Linked DNA regions of Sus scrofa: region 1 is linked to region 2. The links are chromatin contacts, called in public Hi-C maps. All regions are on one chromosome and are shown on one strand. The core of a region is the stretch at or near the end of the contact, and the rest is flanking DNA. Distances in the headings are between cores, read along the strand shown.

Region 1 (6,823 bases), core at 2,134-4,633, 71 kb before region 2:
TAAAAAAAAAAAAGTATTCTATCCTCTTCTCTCCCTGCCCTCCAACTCTAATTTTCAAACAAACAGCTTGTGTTATTAGGATGTAAAATGACTTGTGATTAATTACTGGCATGAAAGAAAAAGGTGGCATCTTTAGAACAAAATAATTCAAAACGTATTTCAGCTTTTTTTTTTTTTAGCATGAAATTAGTTATTCCCAGGATTGAATTCATTATTCTAGGTACCTCCCCCTTGCTTTTTGCTGCCCAAGAGTTCATGCCGTCCTAATCCCTGTATATCTTCAAATACAACTTGGATGGGGCGCTCAATTTCGGTACCACTAGCGGGTAGGGCTTAACCAATGAAGAGAAGAAAATTCTCTGCTCCAAATACGAGAGGGCATTCTATAATCTTCAGAATGAAGATGCTCTCAAGTGCCAGAACTCAAAGCAGCACAATGAGAAACTGTCTCCGACTATAAGTGCTTTGAAAGCATGAAGTGTGATTCGTTAACAAAATATAAGGCATTCTCATACATGTGGTAGACTGAAAACAAAGGACAAGTTCAAAAAAGGGTCTTTTCCTCAACAAACATCACCTGACCAAGGATATATGTGGGGTAGGAGATGGGAGGAGAACAGTTTAGCCTTTGGCTGATGGTGACACTTCATTCTAGAAATATGGTATAACTATTAGTGACTCAGCCACAGAGATGAACTTGGCAAGCTTCAGCTCTGTGGGACATTCAGACTAGTTTGAAATGTCTAAGGGGAGGAACTTCCCCACCTATAAGGTTGGCTAAGGAAAGAAAAGCTCTGAGCTGTTTAAATCAGGTTGCTTAAACTCTGACTAGAGCCTTGGGTAGCATTAACAAAGACCCTTTGAGAGAAGAGGCTGTAGATATGAAATTGTCAATGTTTTGGCTACGCCTGCAGCATGTGGAAGTTGCTGGGCCAGGGGTTAAACCCATGCCGCAGCAGTGACCCAAGATGCTGCAGGTGACGATGCTGGATCCTTAACCACTAGGCCATCAGGGAACTCCTATCAACTCACTCTTAAAGTGATTTCCCCCTCAATAATTTATTAATATAATATTTAATACTAATATATATGTATTATGTTATTCTTAAAAATTTACATATAAGCACATTTGAAAGAATTTTACAATGAGTACCATATATACAATATCTAGATTCTACTATTAACACTGTACTACACGTATTTTATCAAATATCTATCCATTCTTTTCATCATCTTATCTTTCATGCATTTTAAAGTAAATTATAAGCATCAGTATAATTCCCCATAAACACTTCTGCATGCATATCATTACCAAGAGCTCAATATTTGCTTACGGCTTTTTTGTTTTGATGTAAAGTTTACATAGAATGAAATGCAGAAATGTTAGTATATACTTTGTATAACCCCAAATCCTGTCAAGATAAAGAATATTATTTTAACCCCAGAAAAGTTCTCTCATGCCTCTTCCCAGGCAATCCCTTCTCCCACTTTCCTAAAAACAATCACTGTTTTGATTTTTAAAGTACTTTTAAACTCCAAGGAGTCTTGCCTTCGCAATCTATGCTTTGGAATATTTTCCACTACATCCCATAACTTATACTTGCTTGAACAAAACGATCAGATATGTACATGGAAGGAGCTTAAGAAGAAATCATAAAGTTAAAAGGAATTAGACTCATCTGTTCCAGCTACTCAATTTCTTAGGTGAAGGAATTAAAACTTAGAAAGTTTTGGCTGCCTGTACAGTCATCCAACTGGTCAGTAATTTATTGGATGGGCTTACTCTAAGGCTCTTAAGCAGCAGCTCTACACTTCATTTTAGGATGAAGAGAACAGAAACTAGAGATAAGGCTGGCTCAGAGGAAGAGCTCAACTACCTACAAGCCAAAGCATCTTAAACAAATTTTTGGTTTTGGGTTTTTAAATTTGGGTCTGTTTTCTCATCTGCTAAACAAGGAGAATCTTAACTCATAGAGTTGTATGGATTAAAAGAGAGAATCTTTGTAAAGTGCCAGGCATAAAGTAAGTGATCAATGGAAGGAAACACAGGAAGTGGAGAGAAAACTGACAGTATGAAAACACAGTTCAAGAATATGCACGTTCATGTATTGCTTTTAAACACTTGTGCTACCCCTACATTTGCTCTGATTTTGCATATATATGTAAATAAAATAACTGCACATAAAGCAGAATGCTTTATTCACCAGAGGCAAGGTAGTTTTCAAATCAGAAAAAAAAAAAAAAAGGCTTTCTTTTCTGTTTACTTTTATGGTAGAAGAACTGGAGAGGTGGGGGAGGAAAGCACAGACTTTTGCTTCATGTTGACCATATATACCTTATATCTCTACCTGTCTTTGTATAAACAGTTCCATGATCCTCCTTTTATCCACCAAATGAGAATTCAGGGCTCCCATCTAATCTACTTTCCTGATTTAATCAAAATTTAAAGCTCCTTCCTCTGTGTTCCCATAATGCTTTAAATAACATTACAGAACTCCTCATACCAGCTGGCTACTTCCATGTGTTTCCCTTTCTTTTTTTTTCTTTTCAGGGCCACACCCACAGCATATAGGTCAAATCAGAGCTACAGCTGCCAGCCTACACCACAGCCACAGCAACACCAAATCCGAGCCATGTCTGCGGCCTATACCACAGCTCACAGCAATATAGACAGTAATGCCGGATCCTTAACCCATGAGCAGGGTCAGGGATCGAACCTGTAGCCTCATGGTTCCTAGTCAGATTTGTTTCCACTGCGCCACAACAGGAACTCCATGTGCTTCCTCCTCTTGAATGGGATCACCTCTGTACCCCAAAGCCTAGCACCAAGCACACCTAGCACAATGAAACCATCCATAAACATCTGCTGAATAGATATACCTGTGTAAATGGGTACTCGGTTATGATCAAAGTAGCAAAACAACTAAGAGTGAACACTCACCAAAAAGAAAAGCAAAGTGCCAGAAAAATGGGAGGCAGGGAGATGATCATAGACCTTATTAAAAGACATACAATTTTAAAAAGAGTAAAAACCAACTGTGTGCAAACTCCTGTGTTCTCAGGGAAGTGACTGCCACTAAGCAGTCAAAGTGCCACTGGAATAATTCAGGCTGCTGTGTGCTTTACGTACTCATCCCATGTCCCACCCACAAGAACTCTATCAGTACTATCATGCCCCTTTTATAAGAAAGAATACTGAGACTCAAGGAGGTTAAACAGCATCACACAACTAGTGGCAACAGAGAGAAAAGGCAGAGTAGTTATTTTTCATTACAAGTTATTTTCATATTAGGCCAATTTTACACATACCATGGGGAAGCTCTGGGTTAAAGAAAGCCCAGACAGTTGAGGGGCAACTGAACAGCATAAGAGATTTGGCAGAGGGAGCAAAAGTCAAAGAGAGAAAAAAGGCCTGGACAAAAACAAACCAAAGCTAAGGTGATAAGGGGTACATGAATTCTACGCAGGAATTATCTTCACAGAATAGTCCGCCATCCTGGGGTTATGATATACAAGTCAGAGATGGCCCTAGAACCCATAAGAGAGACAGAACAGCTCTTATTCTCAGCATGGATGTTTCTTCCCCAAGTTAACTGTTCTCTGAAGTAATAATACAACATAGATAACTCCTTGATGAAAATGCTGACCATGGTGCTCATGCTTCAGAAAATGAGAGCCTCACCAAACTGGTGAAGTGAACTCTTGTCTGCGGGCATCTCTGGCCACATTCTGTAATCTCTCCTTTAGGAATACTCTGGTTTTGCCTCCCTTGCGAAGATGATTTATGAAGGAAAGCCTCCTAGAAGCCTCCACCTTGAAGTTTAAAGCCTCAAGTCCCACAGCCCTCTGGCCCACCTCCAACAAAGCACTCATTACATTGACTCACAATTTTCTGTTCACTGACATAGTTCTCACATGTGCTGTGAGGAACTTCAGGGCGAAGCCCCTCAGGACCTAGCATAGGGCATGTTCAAAAAATATTATCGATGGTAAATGAATAAAGGCCTTTGTCTATTTAATATTTGATAGTTATTTGTTAAAAGAGATGATAGAGGATTTAAGGAGGAAGCAATTACTAAAAAGTCACGATAGAAAAGATTGGGGATAAATGAGATATGGTTAATATTCAGAAGTTTTTATTTCCTAGATTAAAAAAAATGTATTTAAACATAATATAGGAGTTCCCGTTGTGGCACAGCAGCAACGAATCTGACTAGGAACCATGAGGTTGTGGGTTCGATCCCTGGCCTCTCTTAGTGGGTTAAGGATCCAGTGTTGCCGTAAGCTGTGGTATAGGCTGCAGACATGACTAGGATCTAGCATTGCTGTGGCTGTAGTGTAGGCTGGCTACGGCTCTGATTAGACCCCTAGCCAGGGAACCTCCATATGCCGTGGGTGCGGACCTAAAAAGACCAAATAAATAAATAAATAAACATTATATAAAATGATTGGTGAGATAAGCCTAATAAAGTTGAGGTTCAAATTCGGTAAAATATTAGGTCTAAAGATTGGGCATGATTCCAATTTAAAACAAAAATTAACCAAACTAGCGAGCCGGTATTGTATCTGAAGAATGCTAAAACTTCCAGTGGAAAAAAACATGGCTTTGACTCAACTATAGCATAATACTTTTTAAAACAACACTTTTTATTAAGCACCTTTTAAAAGATGAGAAAGACTACATATAAATATCAACATAAAAATGAAGAATAAATATTTATGTACTATTAAAAATGCCTATAATCAAGGACTTCCCACTATGGTGCACTGGTTAGGATCCAGCTTGTCTCTGTGGCGGTGTGACTTTGCTCCCTGGCCTGGCTGGCACAGTGGGTTAAGGATCTGGAGTTGCTACAGCCGTGGCATGGGTTGCAGCTGCAGCTTGGATTCAATCCTTGGGACCGGAACTTCCATATGCCATGGGTGTGGCCATAAAAAAATTAAAAAATAAAAAACCTACATTTACAAATATTGGAGAAAAGTTCAAAGACAGAATAGAAAACAAGTAAAAATAAAATGTGATATGGCCACACAATATATGAATCACTCATAACACATGCAGTTTCTTATTAAAAACACTTTTTGTTGGTTTGTTTTCAGCCATACCCTCAGCATGTAGAAGTTCCTGGACCAGGGATCGAACCCAAGCCACAGCAATGACAACATTGAATCCTTAACCAACAGGCCATCAATGAACTCCCAGAAATAGTACTTTTGTTTTGATTTGCTCCATCTAAAGGTATGGGACCATGGAGCCATTTTTTTTTTTTTTTTCTTTTTTTCTTAAAAAAGGGCTGCACCTGTGGCATATGGAAATTCTCAAGCTAGGGGTCGACCTGGAGCTGTAGCTGCTAGGCTACGTCACAGCTACAGCAATGCAGGATCTGAGCTACATCTGTGACCTACACCACAGCTCACAGCAAGGGCAGATCATTAACCTGCTGAGCAAGGCCAGTGCATCCTCTTGGATATTAGTTGGGTTTGTAACCCGCTGAGCTGCAAGAGGAAACTCCCTGGAACCATTTTTTAATTGTTGCTTTTATAATGTGTGTGTAAATGTGTGTCATATTTCAAATAATTTACCCTGTTAAAAAAAAAAAAAGCCATACCAAACATTTTTTTTTTAAATCTTGGGAAATTTAAATATTCTCATTGCTCAGATTTCAAGTACTTAGCTTCCAACATTGCTAATAAGATAGGTAAGCAGCCAAGCGGACATATCACACGGCTTACAGGATTAACAATCTCACTTCTCTAAATTCAAGCTATAGAACACATGCTGCCTATCCATGACAAGAACCACATCCCATCCTCTAAAATTAAAACAGCTTTGGGAGTTGTCATCGTGGCTCAGTGGTTGATGAATCTGACTAGTATCCACAAGGATTCAGATTCAATCCCTGGCCTCGCTCAGTTGGTTAAAGATCTGGCGTTGCTGTGGCTGTGGCATAGGCCAGCAGCTGCAGCTCTGATTAGACCCCTAGCCTGGGAACCTCCATATGCCTCAGGTGTGGCCCTAAAATAAATAAATAAATAAATAAAAATTTAAAAATTAAAACAGCTTCAAGTCTCCATATACTGTCATAAGCTCTCTCCAAGACAGGGCCAGGGACAGGGTTAGACATTTACTCCCCATCTTCACTCCCATCCCTCAACCCCTCCAGTTCTGCCTGCCCTTAGTAAAAGTATCTTTGGACAGTTGGTAGATTTGCCAACTTTCCATTTCTTCAAGCAAACTGACAACATGATAGGAGGTTTAATTATAACAAAAACAAGCCAAAAACAAAAGTAGCTACAAACACATCTCTTCTTTGCATTTTAGAAGCACTTTAACTTACTGCATTATACTTTCTGCCCCAAGTGTTACTATGGTTAGAGAATATCAACCTGTTCTGTGCCAAATCTATAGCTCTATGTAGATACTAATCTACTCTCATTTTAGATTTTAAAAAATTCTCTTTAAATTCTAAGTTGGTTATTAGTCAATTCAGCAACTATTTTTCTGCTTAAATTCATTTATTCTTTTAACAACAGTTCATTCAACACCTACCATGTGCTACAATTGAGGATGCAGAACAGCTGGAGAATGCAAAGAAAAAAATGAGACACGATCCCTGATTCTAAAATACTAGCCAAGAACTTAGTGGGTTCGGGAAGGAAGAGGGAGACAGCTTCTTATAAAATTATAGTGCACACTGTGTTATTGTGTTATAATAAATGTATTACAGACTCAGAAAAAGGAGCCAATTTGAAAGTTTCCTGGGAAGTTACATTGGAGCTTGGTCTTAAAAGGATGAGTAGTTATGGTGGGTGGGGGGGCAGA
Region 2 (6,826 bases), core at 1,114-3,613:
GCGCCGCACTGCTCCAGAAGGGAGGGCAGGAGAGGAAGGGGCTTGAGGAAGGAGGGACCTGGGCGCTGAGCCCTTTGTAGCAGGAAGCGACGACACCTGGGTCGCGATGCCTCTAGCTCTCGATCTCGGTTTTTTAAAATATAACTTAAACCTCCTTCTTTTCCCTCCCTCCCCGCGCCTCTGCGACCGTTACCGGCAGGCTGCTCGGGCTCTGGCGGGACTGGCCTAGCGCCCCCCGAGCGCCCCCTGGCTCCGCCCCTAAGGCCCCTCCCTTAGGCCCCCAAGCGCCCCTGGCCCCACCCCCAAGCCCGCCCCTCGCAGCCCCCGAGCGCCCCTGGTCCCGCCCCTCGGGCCCCCGAGCGTCCTGGCCCCGCCCCTCGGAATCTTGGGACACTCCTGGCCCCGCCTCCCAAGGCTCCGCCCCTCGTGGTCCCGTACTCCCCTCCAGAGCCTTGGTCCCACCCCCTGAAGCCCCCACCCGGCCCGCCAGTAGAGTGTCACAGAAGACACGGTCGCTGGGGCTTATTGGCCGGCCCCTGGGAGGGCCTGGCGGGGACAGCAGTCTAGCATCTTTTCAGCGTCCTTCTGTGGCTATGCAGCTTCGATCCGCGGCGTCCCCTGAGGGTCGGAGGTGTAAACGACTCCTACGCAAACCCGACTAGAGGCGGGGAGGAGGGGCGCCTCGGAAATGTCGCCCTCCCTAACCTGAGAGAGCTCCTAATCCTGAGGCTAAGCCACAGCTCTTAGTTAGCCACTGGCTGCTGGGTCTTCAGCAGGAGGCCACTGCTAAGGTTCAACCTCCGCACGCCCCCCATAGGAGAGGCCTGGGTATTCTCATCATAGTTGCCTATGGGGGCGCCTCCTCCCTCTACTCACCTCCTCAGAGGGGCAGGGCAGGCGCTCTCTCAATCCTGCTTACTTGATGGGTATCAAGGGTCTCATCCCCACTTTGGCTCCTGGCCTTGAGACCTTATGACAGCTGACCTCTGGGAGGTGAAAAGTCAAAGCACCGCCAGCCTTCAAAATGAATTTGGGGGCGGGTAAACTTTGCAACACGCAATTGCAGGGCTGTGGATCCATCCACAGGTGACACTAGGGCCGCCCACCCCCCACCTCCCAGACACGACCTACTCTAGAAATAGACCTCCCAGCAACGCACACTTTTCTCTGCCACCCACGACTTGCACATCCCTCTGGCGTACATGTCCTCCACAGGCACGAATCCACTCCCAAGCACGCCCGGCTGAGCGCCATTCTGGTTATTCATGGTCCCTTGGGTCAACCCCACCCTAACACACACAACAAACTTCATTCCCCACCCTTATCTCTCTTCGTTTCCAAGGCATTGGCAACACTCCATTTCATTTCCTTCCTCTTCTGCAGACTCTTCTCTTCCCCCTCAAATACTTCATGCCATCCCCCTCATCTTCATCCCCTCCCTCCTCCCTAAAAATGTGCTAATTAAAATGTAGTTTCCTCTTCCCACATATGAAGTGTGGAAAATGAATCTTGTCTTGGCCCAAACTGTGATTCATTTATCCTTATTTTCTCTCTGCACTGGACTAAACCTTAAGAAATTTTAGTCTACCACCATCTCCCATATGCTCAAAATCTAACGATGTCTTATGGTTTTTAGATACCCCTAAAGGATCGTGGGGAAGGCTTCCTGGCTTTGGGTAGAAAATATTTAGAAAATGTTCTGCCTGTCATTTTATTTGGGATTTTAAAATATCTGCAGTATTTGAGAGAAATATTGGGAGTGGCTGGATGTTTTCTTGCATTTAAAAAGCAGAGAATGAAAAGCTTGGCAATTCATTAAGGTTACCTTTTTATGAACAGCCCCCCAAAAGTATGTTAAGGGCACGTATCAGACAATAGTCTCCCCTATACAGGGCATTTGCTAGTCACAAATCTAGGACCCCCCCCCAAAAAGGGAGACAAATTAACATAATCCATCTTAAGCATGTCTGATGAGCAATCCTTTCCATGATCACTCTCTTTCCCACAGTTTCTGGACAAAATGGATAAAAGATTTGCTTACCCACTGAGGATCTAAGGCTTTCTTGTGTCCAGCGTAGTAGACGCGTGTGTCTTCTAGGTGTGGATCTGCAATGCTGCACAGAAACCTACTGCAGCCTCAGACCCGCGGTGGCGGCGGCGGCTGCAGCGGCAGCGGTAACAGCTGCAGCGGCAGCAGCAGCAGCTTCTCCCAATGCTGAGTAGTAAAGTGTGTGACTTTAGTAGAGACTCCACAATTAGCATTAGGCGCTTGCTTAAAAGAGAGGAGGCGGAATCTTTCTTAAAGGAATGGGTTTTGTTTTTCCTCTGCACTATTGCTTCATAAGAGGCAGAAAGGGTGGAAGCAGGGAGTTTTTCTGGGCTGAGTAAGGCAATACAGCTGTGGGAGGTCAAGGTTAAAATTAACTGGGTGATCTAGGGACCAATTTAGTGTGAGTCAATGAAATGCTAGAAGCATTAGTTTTAAAGAGCCCTGCTAACTGCAAACTCTGGGGTGCATGGCAAAAATAAAGTGATGTGCCTTGAAACTGACTAGTATTTTGTGTTAATATTTAATTTCTAATCATTGCACTAAAGTGATAACTATTTAAAGGGAGGTTATTTACTATTTAATACAAGAACGTGAAAAATAATAAAACACATGATTGGGGGCAATGGAGTAAAGTCTTACACTTATAAGCATATCTGGAATTTCAATGAATGTATTAGAGAATATATCATTGTAAATCAACTCTACTTCAATAAAAAAAGAAAAGAAAATATATTATTGACAGAGATCAAGGTGTAGTTATCAAATAATATTATTTATAGAAAAACAAAAATATCTGAAATAGTTTTAGAAAATAGTAGCAGGGTACTATGCTATTTCAGTGGCAGAGTTCAGCAAAATTAAGAACTCAAGTAGATTACTTTAAATGCCTGCAAATCTACTATTTACACTATTAAAATGTGATGTGTCTACACATGAGGAACTTGGGAGTCTGCATTATAACTTTGTTTTATTTTAAATAATATTTAAATTTGAGCAGTGAACATCTGTGATTTTTTTCCTTCACAGGTAAATGAGGAGGTGTGGACCCAAAATATAAATAGAGAAAAATGCAGAAAATATCCTGCAATTGATTTTTTTGGCACAGCCTTTGTTAACTACCTATGTGCTCTTGACCAAGTAAATAAACTTTTCTGTTTCATAGTTCCCTAAATTGTAGAATAAGGATATTGGGTTGAGATTTCCTTTCACATTCCAAAATACTATGATTTTATGACATTTAAATGTTTATATTTTCATTATTTAATGCATGTATGTCTGACTCTACACTACTTTTCCTAAAAACTTGGATTAAAAATAAATATAGAGAGCTCCCCTTGTGACTCAGCTGTAATGAACCCGACTAGTACCCATGAGAACTCGAGTTCCATCCCTGGTCTCAATCAGTGGGTTAAGGATCCTGTGTTGCTGCAAGCTGTGGTGTAGGTCTCAGAGGTAGCTCGGATCTGGCATTGCTGTGGCCGTGGTGTAGGCCAGCAGCTGTAGCTCCAATTCAGCCCCTAGCCTGAGAACTTCCATATGCCACAGGTGCAGCCCTAAAAAAAAAAAAAAAGAAGAAGAAGAAGAAGAAGAAGAAATAAATAAATAAATCTATATTTTAAATGTATAGCCAGATTTTGTTATTTTCCACTATTCTGAAATTATTTTGCAAATCAAATATCTTTTTGTAAAGTGAATAAACTTAGTTTTATCTGACTTATGATTTTGTACCCAACTATGACCAATTTGGTTAAGGATACTGACTGAGTGGAGTACAAAATGTATGTTTAACGGTGTATTTTAAAAACTGGTACAACGTCAGATGGTAGAGTTGGAACAGTTTAGAGCTCACTGACTCCAACTCTAATTTCACAAGTGGAAAAAATGGAAACCCAGAGGAGTAATATGGGACACAGGGGACTTAACTCAGTCTCCACTATTCACACACAAGACAAATAACAACACATATGAGCATACACAATGTTTCACAAACCCATAGTGGGGGCTGAGCAAGACCTGTCACAGCAAAAAAAAAAAAGTGGTTTCACTCAATGACACCATTTGTGTACATGTAGTATAAACTAAAAATATATATCAAACAAGTGCTTATAATATGTGTAAATATTAACACAAATTTTGCCTTCAGGTTTGGAGGTGTTTATGCTAGAAAGTAAAGAAATTTGTCTAGGGAAGTGTGTGTGTGTGTGTGTGTGTGAGAGAGAGAGAGAGAGAGAGAGAGAGAGAGAGAGAGAGAGAGAGATTTAAGTGACCTCTAAGGAAACTCTCAACACTTGCAAACTCTTACTTATCTTCCACCCAAATGACAGACCCTTCAACACTGCCACTTGCCTCTTGCACCCATTGCACCTCTGTTACCTTTTGTCTGCATGCTTAAGCTGCCAGGAGGAAAAGTGCGTTTGGATCCAGGTAGGGTTAAGTATTGGCGAGACTTAATTCTGGCCTTCAGAGATGATTTTTGGAAGTTGCTTTTGGGTCTAGATACTAACATTTTTCCTTAAATCCTGATCTTGTATTCCTGATAAGGAACCTGGCACTAACCTAAGCCCATTCTCCCTAGTCTCAAAGGGGCATTACCTTAGATTAGATGACATAGCAAACTTGGTGTTTTGTGTACCTAGATTTTTTTTTTAAACCCTTCTACAGGAGTAGAATTGAAGGAAATTAGTTGCCCTGTTTCTTCATCCATTTTTATTTGTCTTGCTCTTCTGAAAGGAAGGCATTTCATTTCTTCTACCAGGTGGTAATGGACAATGAATAAAATAGCTGTTATTTGTATAATTTGAAGGAACCCCTTAAAATTAAATGCATTTCTTTGTATCTTCCCCAAAGTACTGAGCACAATCTCTCATATAAAGGCACTTAAAAGATACTTTAAAAAAATGAATACACAAATTAATGAATGAATAGCTCCCCAAATATTCAGAAACTGATTACAGAGTGTTTTTGTTTGTTTGTAGTTTGCACTGTCTAAAACAACTGACTTCATTCTTTACCCCCCCCCCCTTCCAACACAGTCATGATCTAAGAGAAACAATCTCCCTTCTGTAGAGCTCTTTAGGTATGCCCGATTTGTATTCTCCAATTAAACTGTAACCACAAATCTCCACATGAACTCTGGGTAGATAAAGCAGTAGCCAGAGACACTCTGCCAGGAAAGCACAGGATTAGGTTTCAAAATCCTGGTGCTCTAGTTCTAGTTGTGAAACCAACTGGTTATGTGACCTCAGACAAGTTTCTTGACATGCTTTTGCTTCAGTTTAGCCATCTTTTAAGTGGTGGTGGTGGATTATAATATCTGCTGTCTCTAACTCATAGGGTAGTTATGAAGCTCAAATGATAATAAAGGTAAAAATGCTTTGAACTTTTCAAAGCACTTTGTAAATAGAAGGTATTATAATAGGCAGATGTATTTAAAATCAATTACCGAGTTCAAGGGACTTTACCCTAAACAACCTGTTTTACTACTTATTGTTTTAGAAGGCAAACAGGTTTCTCTCGCTCCCTCTGAGCGCATGCTTACACCTGCACCCTGCGGCTCCCAATTTAACAACTTCTCAGCTAGCACAGGCAACATGAAGAGCTAAGAATTTATGTAGAGGGCACTCCTCCATCCCCTTCCCCCAAATTTACCTTTTAAAGCTCTCAGACAGAAAAGTAAACTCAGCGAAGAACAACCACCTTTTCATACTATGTAATGTCATATATTCAATCAGTGGGGTTAGGTGAACCATTCAGTTTGAAACTCAGCCATGCTACTTATGATTTGATCACACTTTTGTGCCAAGCCAGTCTGGAAAGTACTCCAGCAGCAAAGCAGGAAGAACTGATATGGAAACCATGTTAATGAGTTCGCCACTCCCCAAGGAGACATAAATCGGGGCAATACTCAAGGATTCATCAACATATTTTATTAGCACTATGTAACCTATATGGTTTAAAGAATTACCTCAGCTAAATACCTGACAGGTCCTTATACAACTGTTTAAGCAATCAGGCATGTTAAATGTCTGGAACATTTATAAAATATCACCTTTGGGGTCCTCCTCATTTTTTTCTCCCCAAAAGTATTTCTTGTCATGTATTCATTTCCATTTGGTAAGTCTTTTAAAATCATCATGGCTAAATAAAAAACTGCTAATACACAAACAACTAATAAAGAATTGCTATAAGTCAGATACTCCATATAAGAGGCCTGCTCATAGAGAGGACATAAAAACTCACGCAAAGTCAATTTAAGATTTCTGTGTACAGAAATTGTAAAATGAATGCCAAGTATGCATTTGCTATGTTAAGCCTAAAATACATCAGTTTACCTCTGTATCTATGGTCACATGCCTAATGATTTCAGATGCTTTTAATATACAAGTCTGAATGACATGATCTTAAAAGCTGGTATTTTGATCCTTAGGGCACTATTTCTAGAAAGTGATCAGGAACCACCAGCAACAGCATTACTTGGAGTGTTTCCTAAAATGCTGATTCCTGGACCATATCCTAGAATTAGAATCTTTTGGGGGTGGTGCTGGATTGAGGGTTTTTTAAGCACCCCAAGTGATCCTCCTGTACACCATATTTGAGTACCAGTGTCCTATAGAAACAATGCAGTGCGTGTAGAATCTCAGAGACATGATGAGAGAAATGTAGGTGTCTCCTTTTTTATCATGTGAGAACGATTCAGAGAAGGACTAATACTGGCTCCACCTCTTCTACAGTGTAAACTTGGGCAAAATATTTAATCTCTTTAGGTCCTAGTATCCT

The links. A called contact is a pair of places that touch in the nucleus more often than the background predicts.
Region 1: a Hi-C map of mesenchymal stem cells shows a contact between it and region 2, with 2.5 times the contacts expected there. The contact joins the enhancer-like site here to the promoter of ADD3 in region 2. A contact is called at or near these places in 7 of 47 Hi-C or Micro-C datasets (alveolar macrophages, blood, fetal heart ventricle and 3 more) and 2 of 2 datasets of contacts at active chromatin or transcription factors (alveolar macrophages and skeletal muscle).

The regions. Positions count from the first base shown.
Region 1 is chr14:120,518,826-120,525,648 of Sscrofa11.1, reverse strand. All of the region lies in intron 1 of ADD3 (gamma-adducin), which reads right to left. Among named protein-coding and RNA genes, the nearest start is that of ADD3, 71 kb to the right of the region's middle. Within about 2 kb of position 3,383, at least 3 of the 83 cell types and tissues checked have an H3K27ac peak or open chromatin away from gene starts, as enhancers often do.
Region 2 is chr14:120,446,958-120,453,783 of Sscrofa11.1, reverse strand. ADD3 (gamma-adducin) reads right to left here and starts at 2,363. Exons shown (of 15, transcript XM_001924738.5): 1 at 2,042-2,363.